Regions from separate parts of the Sus scrofa genome. Here regions 1 and 2 are each linked to region 3. The links are chromatin contacts, called in public HiChIP or PLAC-seq maps. All regions are on one chromosome and are shown on one strand. The core of a region is the stretch at or near the end of the contact, and the rest is flanking DNA. Distances in the headings are between cores, read along the strand shown. Region 1 overlaps LPP (lipoma-preferred partner). Region 2 overlaps LPP (lipoma-preferred partner). Region 3 has its middle 180 kb from the start of LPP.

Region 1 (3,475 bases), core at 730-3,229, 750 kb after region 3:
TCTTGTTTCTTTTACTTCATAATGTTTATAGTTTTTCAACAGATTTAGGGTCTTGAAAAGTGTACAGAAATTACCATTGAGTTTATTCTCCTTACCTTCAGGCAGACTTAATCTAACTTCAATTTGTATATTCATATTATAAAATTTATCTTAGAATGAAAAGTTAAAGACTGGAAAGGTGCTTAAAAAATACTTGCTACTTGATTCAGTGTATTCATTTTGTAGCAGGAGATAGAGTATATGCCCAGCCTGGGCACATTAAGGAAATGTTCCATTTTTTTCTTAAACTCTCATATGGTCCAGAAAGGGTTCCTTCAATCCCAACTAAATACTTCCTTTAGGACTTTCTGTGCCTTTTTTGTGCTGCTCTCTCATGATCTCACAGAACTATTAGTATCTACAAGTAGAAATGTAATTCCTTGCTGTTTTTTTTTTTATTTATTAAACATTCCACTATACTTCTGAAATGATAATAGTAGAGTTTATTAGAATGGAATCTAAACTTTTCTATCTGTAAACCCAGTGATCGTGCTATTCTGGAGGTTGCAAAGAAGGGTGACTTTCCTCTCTCACACAAAGCAAGACTGTGGAGAGACTTACTCTCTGAATGAAAGGGGAGAGGGAAAAAGTAGGAACCTTCTCATGTTTTATTCAGATGTTAACAAAGAAAATTGAGAAGTGTGTTTCCTTAAAATTGACACCATTTTTTTTTTATCCCAAACATTCTGGTAAGTGATAGCAGACAATTGTGCAAGATTTTTGAGAGAGGAATTTTTCCAGGAGCATAGTCCTGGTGGGAAATATTACTTAAAAGTAATGCGCTAATCACTTTCAAACTTGCATATTTCCACATACTGTGTGCATACATACAGTTATTAATAACTGTTCCCACGATGTCACTTCAGCACTCAGAGAGCTGTGTTGCTATGCAAGTGCCAGAGATGGAATCCATGCTGACTGCAGTTTAGCAATGAGCATTTTACAGACACGCAAGGGCGAAGATGGCCTGAGGTCTAAGACTCCATGCCTGGGTCTCCTTCTGAGCCCTGATGTAGCATCATGTGTCAAATATTCATGGCATCCATCTGCCCACTCTACTGAGAAGATAAATGGCACTGCCAGCATTGCCAAGAAGCTTAGATCCTCAAAATCTATCCACTCACATCCAGTACCGCATTCCATCTTGTGACTTTTGCATAGGAATTCCTTAGAATGTGATCTCTGGATTCAAGCTCCAGATACATAAATATTTTCTACTCAGTTGTGCACATTATTTGTATTAATATTCATAGAAATTTATTTTACAGTGATATATCTTATGGAATTCCTTACATTTATTGTTGTTTATAATTTTATTTATATAAAATATATGTAACACTTTGAGTAACCTAGTTGCTCCCCAGTAACACTTTGAGTCACCTCATTGCTTGCCCAAATTTTCTCTAACACACACACACACACACACACACACACACACACACACACACACACTGGTAGAACTAGGACTAGAATCCAATTTTTCTCACCACAAATCTGCTACTTATTCCACTCAAGTGTTTTTTTATTCTTTAAAAGAATAATAATATGTTATTTATTATTATTAACAAACCTGCAAATGAATATTGAATGTAACTCCAGTTTACAAAACAAATCAGTTCAGACCAGCTATGGTCAAACAGAAACCAGAGCCTGGCCTTCACCGATCCCAAGATTCTTCTGCAAAACCTAGTACTCTACATCCTGCTGCCATATTTTCCATTTTTAGAACATACAGATGTACAAATCCAAAGTATACCAGGTGTTTCAGACAGAAACAGAGTGGTTGTGCTGGTTCGAAGGATAATGGAGTTATCCTTGCTCTGGAATCATGTAGGAGTCATCTATGTGGGCTGCAGATTCCCACACAATACTTCCATTTACAATGAAACGTTACCTTATGTGGAGGGAGAAATTCTTTATGCTCAGGCAACAGCGCCTACTAGTGGAATGAAACTAATATTTGAAGTAGAAAGTGGAGAATGCTTTTGTGCAGCTGAAAGTGTGCTGTACTGAGAGCTTAAAGGCCTTAATTGAGGTGTCATTTCTGCTGTTAGCTTCCTGTAGGATCTTAATCAAGGCACTGCCTCTATCTGAGCCTTTGTGTTTTCCTCTCTAAAAGAAATTAGACGGGATGTTTTCTAAGTTTTCACATGCTCTTACATTTTAGGACTTTTAAAAGTCCTAAAATATGTTATGGGCATTTCAGCACCAAGTAGAAAAATCAAAACCCAGGAAGACTGATTGGCTTCCCTGGGACATAGTATCAAGCAAGAAGATCATCATCTCTGGGTCCAGCACCATGCATACAGGAAATGTGGTCCAGTTCAAAGATCTCTAGACATGGGGTCAAATGAACTGAACTTGATTTCCAACTTCTCCATTATCTACCTCTCAAGTCATGCACAAGGTTATTCCTAGGTTAACACATTTTCTAAAAGAGGATAATTGTCTTACGTGGCTTTTAGTTATTGTTAAGATTCAAATGAGAACATGGAAACGAAGTTTTATGTGAACTTGCAGGATTACTCAGTTTTCATCTATTAGAAATTTAAAAGAACTAATGTTATAATTTTCATTCTGCGCTTTTGGCAGTATCAGATGGGAAAACACATTTACTATTATAAGGCAACGTTAAATATAAGGTGCACTTGTTACTATTATAAGGAGAAGACTGTGGATTTGAAATACAATTCAGGAAAACCCAGTGTTAGGGTTGCTCTTAAATAACCAGAATATGTTTGGAGATTTCCCAGCAATAAAACTAAAAGCAACTGGGCAAATTTAAAGTTTTTTCAACTTTAAGTGGAGACTGAGGGAAACAGAAGTTCCCATGAGAGTTACCAAAGAGCACATTTTAATCATATGTCAAAAATCACCACAGTAGCAGTTACTAGTACTAGTAAACATTGTTTTTCCTGTTAACAGATCCATCATGAAACAAATTTTAAATATAGAAGAATAGATTAAAAATTAATAGCCAGATTATGAAAATGTCTATGTGTAAAAATTAACTCGAAATCTTGCTTTAGCCAAAACAGATACTAATATTCCTATTAGGGATGTTGTAAGGTTTGTGCAAGTTTCCTGTCAGGCCGGATGTTTTTTAAGGATTTTGGAATTCTAAAGTTAGAGGACAGGTTAAGTGGGCTTTAAGGCTGGACTGCCTGGCCCCTAATTGCAGCTTCAATAGTTAACTCTGTGGTCTTGGGCAAGTTACCTAATCTGCAGGCTGCCATTTCTTTAGCTATGATGAAGATAATGAGAGGACCTACGTCATCAGATTGTTGGAAGGATTACTTGAGGTAATATATTTAAATACTTAAAACAGTGCTTCGCAGATAATAAGTGCTGAATAAATCCTGATTATCATTGCTCTGGGGTCTACAAATTGTTTCAGGATCAGGATTGAATTTTCAGCACTGAATTCTATTAGTAC
Region 2 (3,846 bases), core at 1,250-3,749, 790 kb after region 3:
TTTTTTTTGGTGGTTACTTCTGGACTGGGGTTTTTCCACTTTATATATTCTTCTGTACCAACTCGATTTTTAAATGAGTATACAAGTATATAGATATAAAAATTTGTAAAGTTATCATCCAGCTTAGGTAACTTTTTTTTTTGTTTTGGGTTTTTTTTTTTTTTTTTTTTTTTTTTTGTCTTTTTGCCTTTTCTAGGGCCACTCCCGCGGCATATGGAGGTTCCCAGGCTAGGGGTCCAATCAGAGCTGCAGCCACTGGCCTACGCCAAAGCCACAGCAACATGGGATCTGAGCTGCATCTGTGACCTACACCACAGCTCACGGCAACGCCGGATCTTCAACCCACTGAGCAAGGGCAGGGATCGAACCTGCAACCTCATGGTTCCTAGTCGGATTTGTTAACCACTGAGCCACGACGGGAACTCCTAACTTTTCTTATTCCAGCGAGCTGTAGTAGTTTTCATTGGTTTGCCCAATTTAATTGACCCAAGAAGAAAAACCTTAAAATGCACACACACACACACACACACACACACACACACACACTCACTCTTTGGAAGCTTTAAATGTGTATGACTTTTAAAGTAAAAAGAAAATTACTAATCTCATTCAGCAAGTCTGAATTGCCACCTTCGCCCCAAACCAACAGCAAGCAGGTAACTAATCTTTGGCCTTTCCTGCACCTTGTGACGTGTCAGCAGTCCTGGGGCACAGGCCTCAGAGTGAGCTGCTCCAGAGGCCCCCAGTCACTTCTCAACAAGTGCCTTTTTCTGCAAATAAAGGCCCTACATCTGAGACAAAGGAGTGCTTGGCCACTTCTACCTCCCTCTGGCCCTTTTGCCACCTAGACTCACATTTGCCTCCTACTCCAGAATATCTTCTTAACAGTAGAATGATTTTTCTGAAAATCATAGCTAATCGTGTTGCTCCCCTATTCAAACCCTTCAGTGGGTTCCTCTTCCCAGTGCTCCCTGTCTCTAGTTATTCTGTGTATAAATGAAAAACTTAATGTATTTTAATGTGCCCTCGTCTGTGGGACCTTTTGTCCCTGGCCTTCAGCAGGTTAGCTTGTGTTGAATAAGTGAGTGCCTGATGGTGGCTGAGCAAATACAGACCTTTTGTGCATCTCCAGCCTCATTCCTTCTGTCTCCACTCTAATCACATTGGGCCACTTGCTCTTTTCCAGTCTAACTGTGGTTGGTCCACTCACAGCCCTCGGCACATAGTCTTTCTCTGCCTAGAGTACTTTCCCATCTGTCAGATCTCAGTTGTCTTTTCACTTCCTCTGTGGAGACTCTCTGGCCTCTCAAGACTGTTTTGTGTTACTGGTGTGTACAGTTCATAGGGATTTGCTGTCCCTTCCTAGCACCCATTACTTTTTAGTCTGGTTTTGGGTTTGTCTGCATCCCCACTCTTTGAGGCCAGGGAAAGTTTCTGTCCTCCGATATATTGAAGACTCTGTTATAGCCCCTGCCACAACCTGGTGCCTGACATGTAGAAGATGCTTTATCAGTGCGCACTGAGTGAATGAGCTCTAGACAATACAAACCCCACATCTTCTGAGCCTGAACACCCTGCTCTTGCTCCTGTGCTAGATTCCCTTCCCACTGCCTCCATCCCCTTGTTCTGTCCCCTCAGCCCAAGCACTGTGCAGCCTGATTGGGCATAAGTTCAGAGTTTTTAGGACAAGATAGGAATGGACAGTTTAATGTCCTTCAAGATCGTTAAACAGTTTTGGAATCATACTATACTTGGAATCTTTCTCACTCTGAGACTTGTTTTCCATCTTTCCTAGTTTCTGCTCTGGTCGGATTGGTTCGGCATGTCAGTCAATGTTTATGGGTTTAGGGAGTGGCACCATAATAACCCTTTTTCCTCCCACCTAATGCAGGCTCACTGACTCCACCTCTGATTGTGCCAGGCATTACCAGTTTTGAAGCAGGGCTGCAAATCCTACCTTTCTGTTTAGGGTTTCAGTAAACCTCTTATTAAAAGTCTTAAGAATTCAGATTTGCACTGGCAGAAATTTAGAATTATTTGTTCCCTCTTCTTCTGAAGGGCTCCCAATGACACAGTGCAGTGCAGTGGAAACCATCTAAAAATGTACAGATTTCTTCTAGGAGTAAATAAACTTACCCTGCTGACCCTGAGGCAGAGGAGAAATAGCAGAAAGCAAATAAGAATGGATTAGATGAACCTGTACCTCCTCTTCCCCACTCACTCATAATGTGCGTTGAAATCAGAAATCAGGTAAAATCAAAGTGGGTTCCTCCGCTGAGTCCCCTACTCTGCTAATAAGACTTTTGGGATACATGAGGCACCACATTCAAGTTTAGCTCTGTGGATAGAGTAAGATAAAGATGAAGCTACATTTAGTTGAAAACTTCCTCACTTTTTGGAGTGAGGGAAGAATTTTATAAAGAGTGGAAGCCACAGCAATCTTGAAGCTCTGAAGAGGGGAGGAACCCGGGCTGTGAACTGTGAGTGTGCCTCTAGTCCCTCTGGTGGGCACTGTCCACATCACAGCGAGCCTGGCTGTGGTGGCCGTTAGCTTCAGAGGGGCTAGCAGATAGCAGTCAGAGGCACAGAGAAGTCTTCTGTTATTTAGAAATCTAGAAGGAAGAGATTATAAAGATAAAAGATTCAAGTCTCTTTTTTCCATTGTACTGATGGTGAAAGTACGTTACTTCAGATTATTTAATAATCAAATATCATATAGAAGTCTGACATTATTTTAATGGCTCATTTCTAAGGAAGATAACTCCCTAGTTCCCCAGGATCACCAGTGTAACAAGTGAATTTAGACTTCTTTTCTCAAACTTTCTGGCATATTCTGCACCTGTAGTTCAAGCGGCTGTGGTTGTCTCCCACCACTCTATCCTCCTCCCAATTTATGTTTTACTGGATTTATATTAGAAGATAAGGAGGAACACATAGTTTTTAAAACCCATTTCTTTAAGTGCTAAAAGAATAAGTCATTGGAATAAGCCATAGAGGATATTTGGGGGTTCAGCATAAATAAAGGATTTTGTAACAATGAATATAAGGTGAAAAGAGCCACCTCAAGGGTCCCTCCCACTTTCTCTCTTATGAAGGTCTTGACTGAGGCTGTTGATGACCTGTGATGACAAGGATTACTTTCTGCACTGGCTAGGAGCTGGACATAATGGCCCTAAGTTCTTTTGCATCCCTGGGAATCTACAACCACTGAGAAATGGAGCAGTAGAACTGGACAGAAAAGCCAAGTTAGAAGTAGATTTGAAATCTACCCTTATGCTTTCACCTCAAACATTAGGGAGAAAGATAACTCAAAAAATATAACTTTCTTAATGTCATGCCTTATATATTAGTTTGGCCAAATAATACTGACTGCTGTCACAAATAAACCCCCACACCTTAGTGATTTAACACAAGATTTTATTTCTCTGTGATAAAATCAGCTATCTGGCAGGTGCTTTCCAACTGGGGGATGGGGCTCTGCCTTATTCGGTCCACTGGCTCCGTCATCCACTAGAGTTGACGGGTCCCATGCTAGATTCTCTACACTGGGCAGGAGAGGGAAGACACAGCACTGAGGAACTTCTGAGGTCCTAGTGGGGATGTTTATGGGCCAGCTGGCAAATATGGTGTAATGTTCCTTTCTGCTCATATTCCATTGACCGGGACTCAGTCATTTGGCTACACTTGCAAAGAATGCTTGGAAATGTAGCCACTGTGTGCCCCCAAAGAAGAGGAAGTGGTTTGGTGTACATTTAGCTAGTCTCTGCATGCTTTCACCGCCATCATCATCATCATCATCATCATCATCAGTATGCTTTCCTGGAATTTTCCAAATCAAATCTTGTG
Region 3 (3,831 bases), core at 219-2,718:
TGATGTCATGGAGAGAGGAGGCAGGAGAAATCAGTTGATGGGTGCTTGCAACCCGATTCTGCCCCAAGCAGGCCTTATGACCCCAGTAATGTCGCTTGTCAGCTCTAAGCCTTGTGGCTCTTTTGTACAATGGAGAGGGGAGAGCAATAATTGCCAAGGTCGCTGTCAGTTCTGTGTCCTAAGGAGAGGACAAACTGCTAGCACAAAGCCATTTCGGTCCAGGTGAAACATTTGCCTGTCTTTCTTCACCCAGACTGTTCTTTATGTAAGTAAATTTACTTCCTTTTTGACTGGCTTGTTCTCTAGTCACGAGTCAGGGGAGCTGTGCTGTCCCGACCAGCTTGGAGAGGGGGGAATATATGGGTGTATGTATGGGGATGGGCTTTGCTGGTAAGTAATGAGGCACAGACACCACTCATTACTTCAGCTGCATCACACTTGTATCTGTGATCATATTAGAATTAAAGAAGCTTCAGGGTATTTAGAGTATCAACATTTATGGGAGAATGTTCAGATGTTTTCAGTCTCATAATTGTTCCTGAAAAGACATTCAGGTATTCTAATTCTGCAAATTAGATTATTTGGTAGGGGGAAAAGGTGAGAAAAAATTTTCACATCAAGAAGAAAAAAAATATCACCTTGATGTTCTTTTCCCCCAAACCTTTTAACCAGCCCATGGAAAACCATCCTGTAGGTCATTTCATGCGTTAGAGTTCGTAACCAAAAAAAGTTGACACATATTATGTCTCTTGATCTTTGAAACAACCCTCTCAAAGAAAGCCTCTGCCATTGACTCCATTTCACAAGTGAAGAAACTGAGGCTCTAGCAGGTCTAGCAACCTGGCTGTGTGCCAAATCGTGGGTGGCCAAGTTGAGAGAGAACCCAGACTTTCTGCCTCCTGTTCTGGAACTCTCTCTTCCTGTGCTGGGCGTTCTTCCACACTGTCTCAAGGGGAGCTCTCATCGGCCTCAAGCAGAGAGGTGAGTAATTATCTCCAAGACTAGACCAGGGGTTATCTGTTTGTTCTCTGCTGGATGATCATGGACTCTCAGAGCAGCAAAGTTTCCCCCCAGAGATCACCCGAGCCTTTCCCTTCAACTGAGTACCTCCCTCACACTCTGATCCTCTGGCACAAGATAGTGGTGGAATCAGCCCTGAAATCTTTGAACTCTCATCTTATATTCTTCAAGAGACTGGGTGTTAAAAACCAAGCGATTCAGAAGATCAATCACTAGATAGAAGATCAAAAACTATCTTTTCAAGCCCCTTCATAGTCCTGCCAGGCCAGGGTTGGAGAGAGTTAACTTTTATCTTGGTTTCTCCCATGTCTTCCATTAACTAACCTCACGAATATAATATAGAGGGGCCATGGCAGAAAGAAATGTGACTGCCCATGAGTCATTAATTCTTGACCTTCAGCATGTTTTGAAAATGTGTTGTGAAATGCTTACCAATCAATAATTCCATCACCCAGCAGTAGAGAAGCTGGATGTTGTGCAAGAGGGGAAGCAGAACAATAATGCTGGTCACTCAGAAGGCCCCAAATTCCTGCTGAAAGCAGGACCTACAGCAAAAACCCAAATATAAAGTACCCATGAAAGTTTTTAAAGGAATCAAAGAGAGGACCCAAGATAAGAGGGAGTGAAAGTAGACTCCTCCCCATCACGAGAGCAGTAAAGTGGGGCTTGCTGTTATTTGCAGATACCCCCAAGCCAGCATGCCTGTCCTTTTCTGTCAAGGGCTAAGACAAATGTTACACTCCAGACTGCATCTGTGTTCTCTGCGCCCCAGACAGTGGCCTGAGCTGCAGGCATTGCAAGTGTGCTAAGTGAAGGAGGGGGCCTGGTTCAAGGAGAAGAAGCAGAGAACAAGGAGGTGGAGGACCCTGTTCTAGCCCCTGCTGCCACTTGCTAGGCCTATGACCCTGGACGTGGTCACCTCTCTTTGTCAGAACTTCCAGCTCTTCCTCTCTACTAAGAGGAGAAGACATCTGCCCCACAGGCCACCCAAAGCTCAGAAGTGATGAGGGATGTGAAAACACTCTGCAAACTGTACAAACATGAGGGACTATTAGTAGAAACCCATTGGTCTTGATTTTGCAAGCTCAGATGGAAAGAGTCTCCTCTGCAAGGAATGGCATAATCCCACAAATGGGGTATGACTTGTGGTTAGAGGCAAAGTCAACACTGAAGATGGTCCCATGCAGATGACAGGGGAGAACTTCCAGATTCTTAATGTGTGCTAGTCACTGTTAGCTGTAAGCAGTGGTGTGCTGGTAAATATTTAACAACTGATTCTCTGGGATGACAAAGCCCTGAAATGTAGCATTTGCTATTTCCATGGGGTAAATTATCTTGCACCAGGCTGATTTCAAGCTACCGATGTGACATCGCTAAACCAAGAAGTGAGGAAAAGTTGCCCACAACTGGCACTCACTAGCAGGTGCAAGCCAGCTCCAGCATACCACGGAAACTTTGCTCAAGCCTTAGGTTGGTATAATAAGCATCGGAAGCCTTCTTAACACATGGGGCTCAAGTTTTAACATCCAGCCACAGTGTCTGCACCTCTAATAATTCAGAAATGGGAATTCTTCTTCCTATTTACATTTGTACTTTCCCCAGTAAGTCACAATTGTAAATTTCTTTATGAACACGATGGAACCCCAAAATACAGTTTTCTGCCATCCTTTGTCATGTTCCTCTTCCTCAGCTTTCAAATCTAATGAGATCAGCAGGCAAAGGGTGAATGGAACACAGCATGAAAATGGAATCGAAAATCTTGGGACCAAGTGTTAACAACCCCGTCTGTGTGACCCTTGTGTGAGTCACCTGCCTTCCGTGAGTCTGAATTTCTACTTTATAAAATGGGAACTGTCCTGGTTTGTTCACCTATTGTGAGATCAAAGGAAATAACACAAGTATAAAAGGTTTTTGTTTGTTTGTCCTTTTTTTCAAGAGCCACACCCAGGCATATGGAAATTCCCCAGGCTAGGGATTGAATAGGAGCTATAAGTCTCTGGCCTCAGCCACAGTCACAGCAATGCCAGATCTGAGCCTCATCTGTGACCTACACCACAGCTCACAGCAACACCAGGTCCTTAACCCACTGAGAGAGACTCGGGATCGAACCACAGGGACTAGTACCTCTGTGGATACTAGTCAGGTTCACTACCACTGAGCCATGACGGGAACTCCAAGTGTAACAGTTTTGAGAACAGCAAAATTTTATTTGACTTTGAACGATCATTATTTACTTCCAAAAATGGATTACTGGGCATTATTATTCATAAGAACTATCAACCTCTGCTGCACTGGCCACACCCGGCACAAGGGCTCAAACCCGCTTCCCTGGAGTACAGCCACTCTAGGGCGGGGCCTGTGTGGCAGAAGGGCCCCAGGACCTGTGGGGCAGCTTAGCTCTGCTGTGCTGGGCTCGGGGTTTTGGAAATTGCTTGTGCCCACAAACCTTCACACCAAGTGACCCATGGAGGTTAAAAACAAGATTGAGCCCAGGCTCTGTCAATCTAAAGCCAGAACAGTTCCTAGTGAGGAGCAAGGCAGTGGAGCCTGCTGGATAAATTTCCCCAGCCAACTCTGAGACCATCTTTGAACAGGTGTCTTCTGAGGGGGGAGGGGGCCTGGAGAATCTGCACCCCAGTTGGATGCTCTGGACAAAAACTCTGCATGACGTGAAACTCAATGGAGAAGAGCAAGGAAATATTCTCCATCTATCTGTGCCAGGGTCACCAAGAGAAAGCGGTGTTTCTTGAGGGAAACCCTGGATGTGTGGGGAGATGCCCTCATAATATCCTTCCTGGCCAGGCTTCTTTC

Evidence for each region. HiChIP or PLAC-seq counts read pairs in DNA pulled down with a chosen protein or histone mark.
Region 1: a contact with region 3 is called in an H3K27ac HiChIP or PLAC-seq map of alveolar macrophages. The contact joins two enhancer-like sites. A contact is called at or near these places in 1 of 47 Hi-C or Micro-C datasets (embryonic fibroblasts) and 2 of 2 datasets of contacts at active chromatin or transcription factors (alveolar macrophages and skeletal muscle).
Region 2: an H3K27ac HiChIP or PLAC-seq map of alveolar macrophages shows a contact between it and region 3. The contact joins two enhancer-like sites. A contact is called at or near these places in 1 of 47 Hi-C or Micro-C datasets (embryonic fibroblasts) and 2 of 2 datasets of contacts at active chromatin or transcription factors (alveolar macrophages and skeletal muscle).

Annotation. Positions count from the first base shown.
Region 1 is chr13:126,346,067-126,349,541 of Sscrofa11.1, forward strand. The region is part of intron 7 of LPP (lipoma-preferred partner); the gene reads left to right. Among named protein-coding and RNA genes, the nearest start is that of MIR28, 66 kb to the left of the region's middle. Within about 2 kb of position 1,980, at least 4 of the 83 cell types and tissues checked have an H3K27ac peak or open chromatin away from gene starts, as enhancers often do. A contact at or near this core is called in alveolar macrophages, where this site is marked.
Region 2 is chr13:126,384,737-126,388,582 of Sscrofa11.1, forward strand. All of the region lies in intron 8 of LPP (lipoma-preferred partner), which reads left to right. Among named protein-coding and RNA genes, the nearest start is that of MIR28, 100 kb to the left of the region's middle. Within about 2 kb of position 2,500, at least 5 of the 83 cell types and tissues checked have an H3K27ac peak or open chromatin away from gene starts, as enhancers often do. A contact at or near this core is called in alveolar macrophages, where this site is marked.
Region 3 is chr13:125,599,298-125,603,128 of Sscrofa11.1, forward strand. No RefSeq gene overlaps it. Among named protein-coding and RNA genes, the nearest start is that of LPP, 180 kb to the right of the region's middle. Within about 2 kb of position 1,469, at least 9 of the 83 cell types and tissues checked have an H3K27ac peak or open chromatin away from gene starts, as enhancers often do. A contact at or near this core is called in alveolar macrophages, where this site is marked.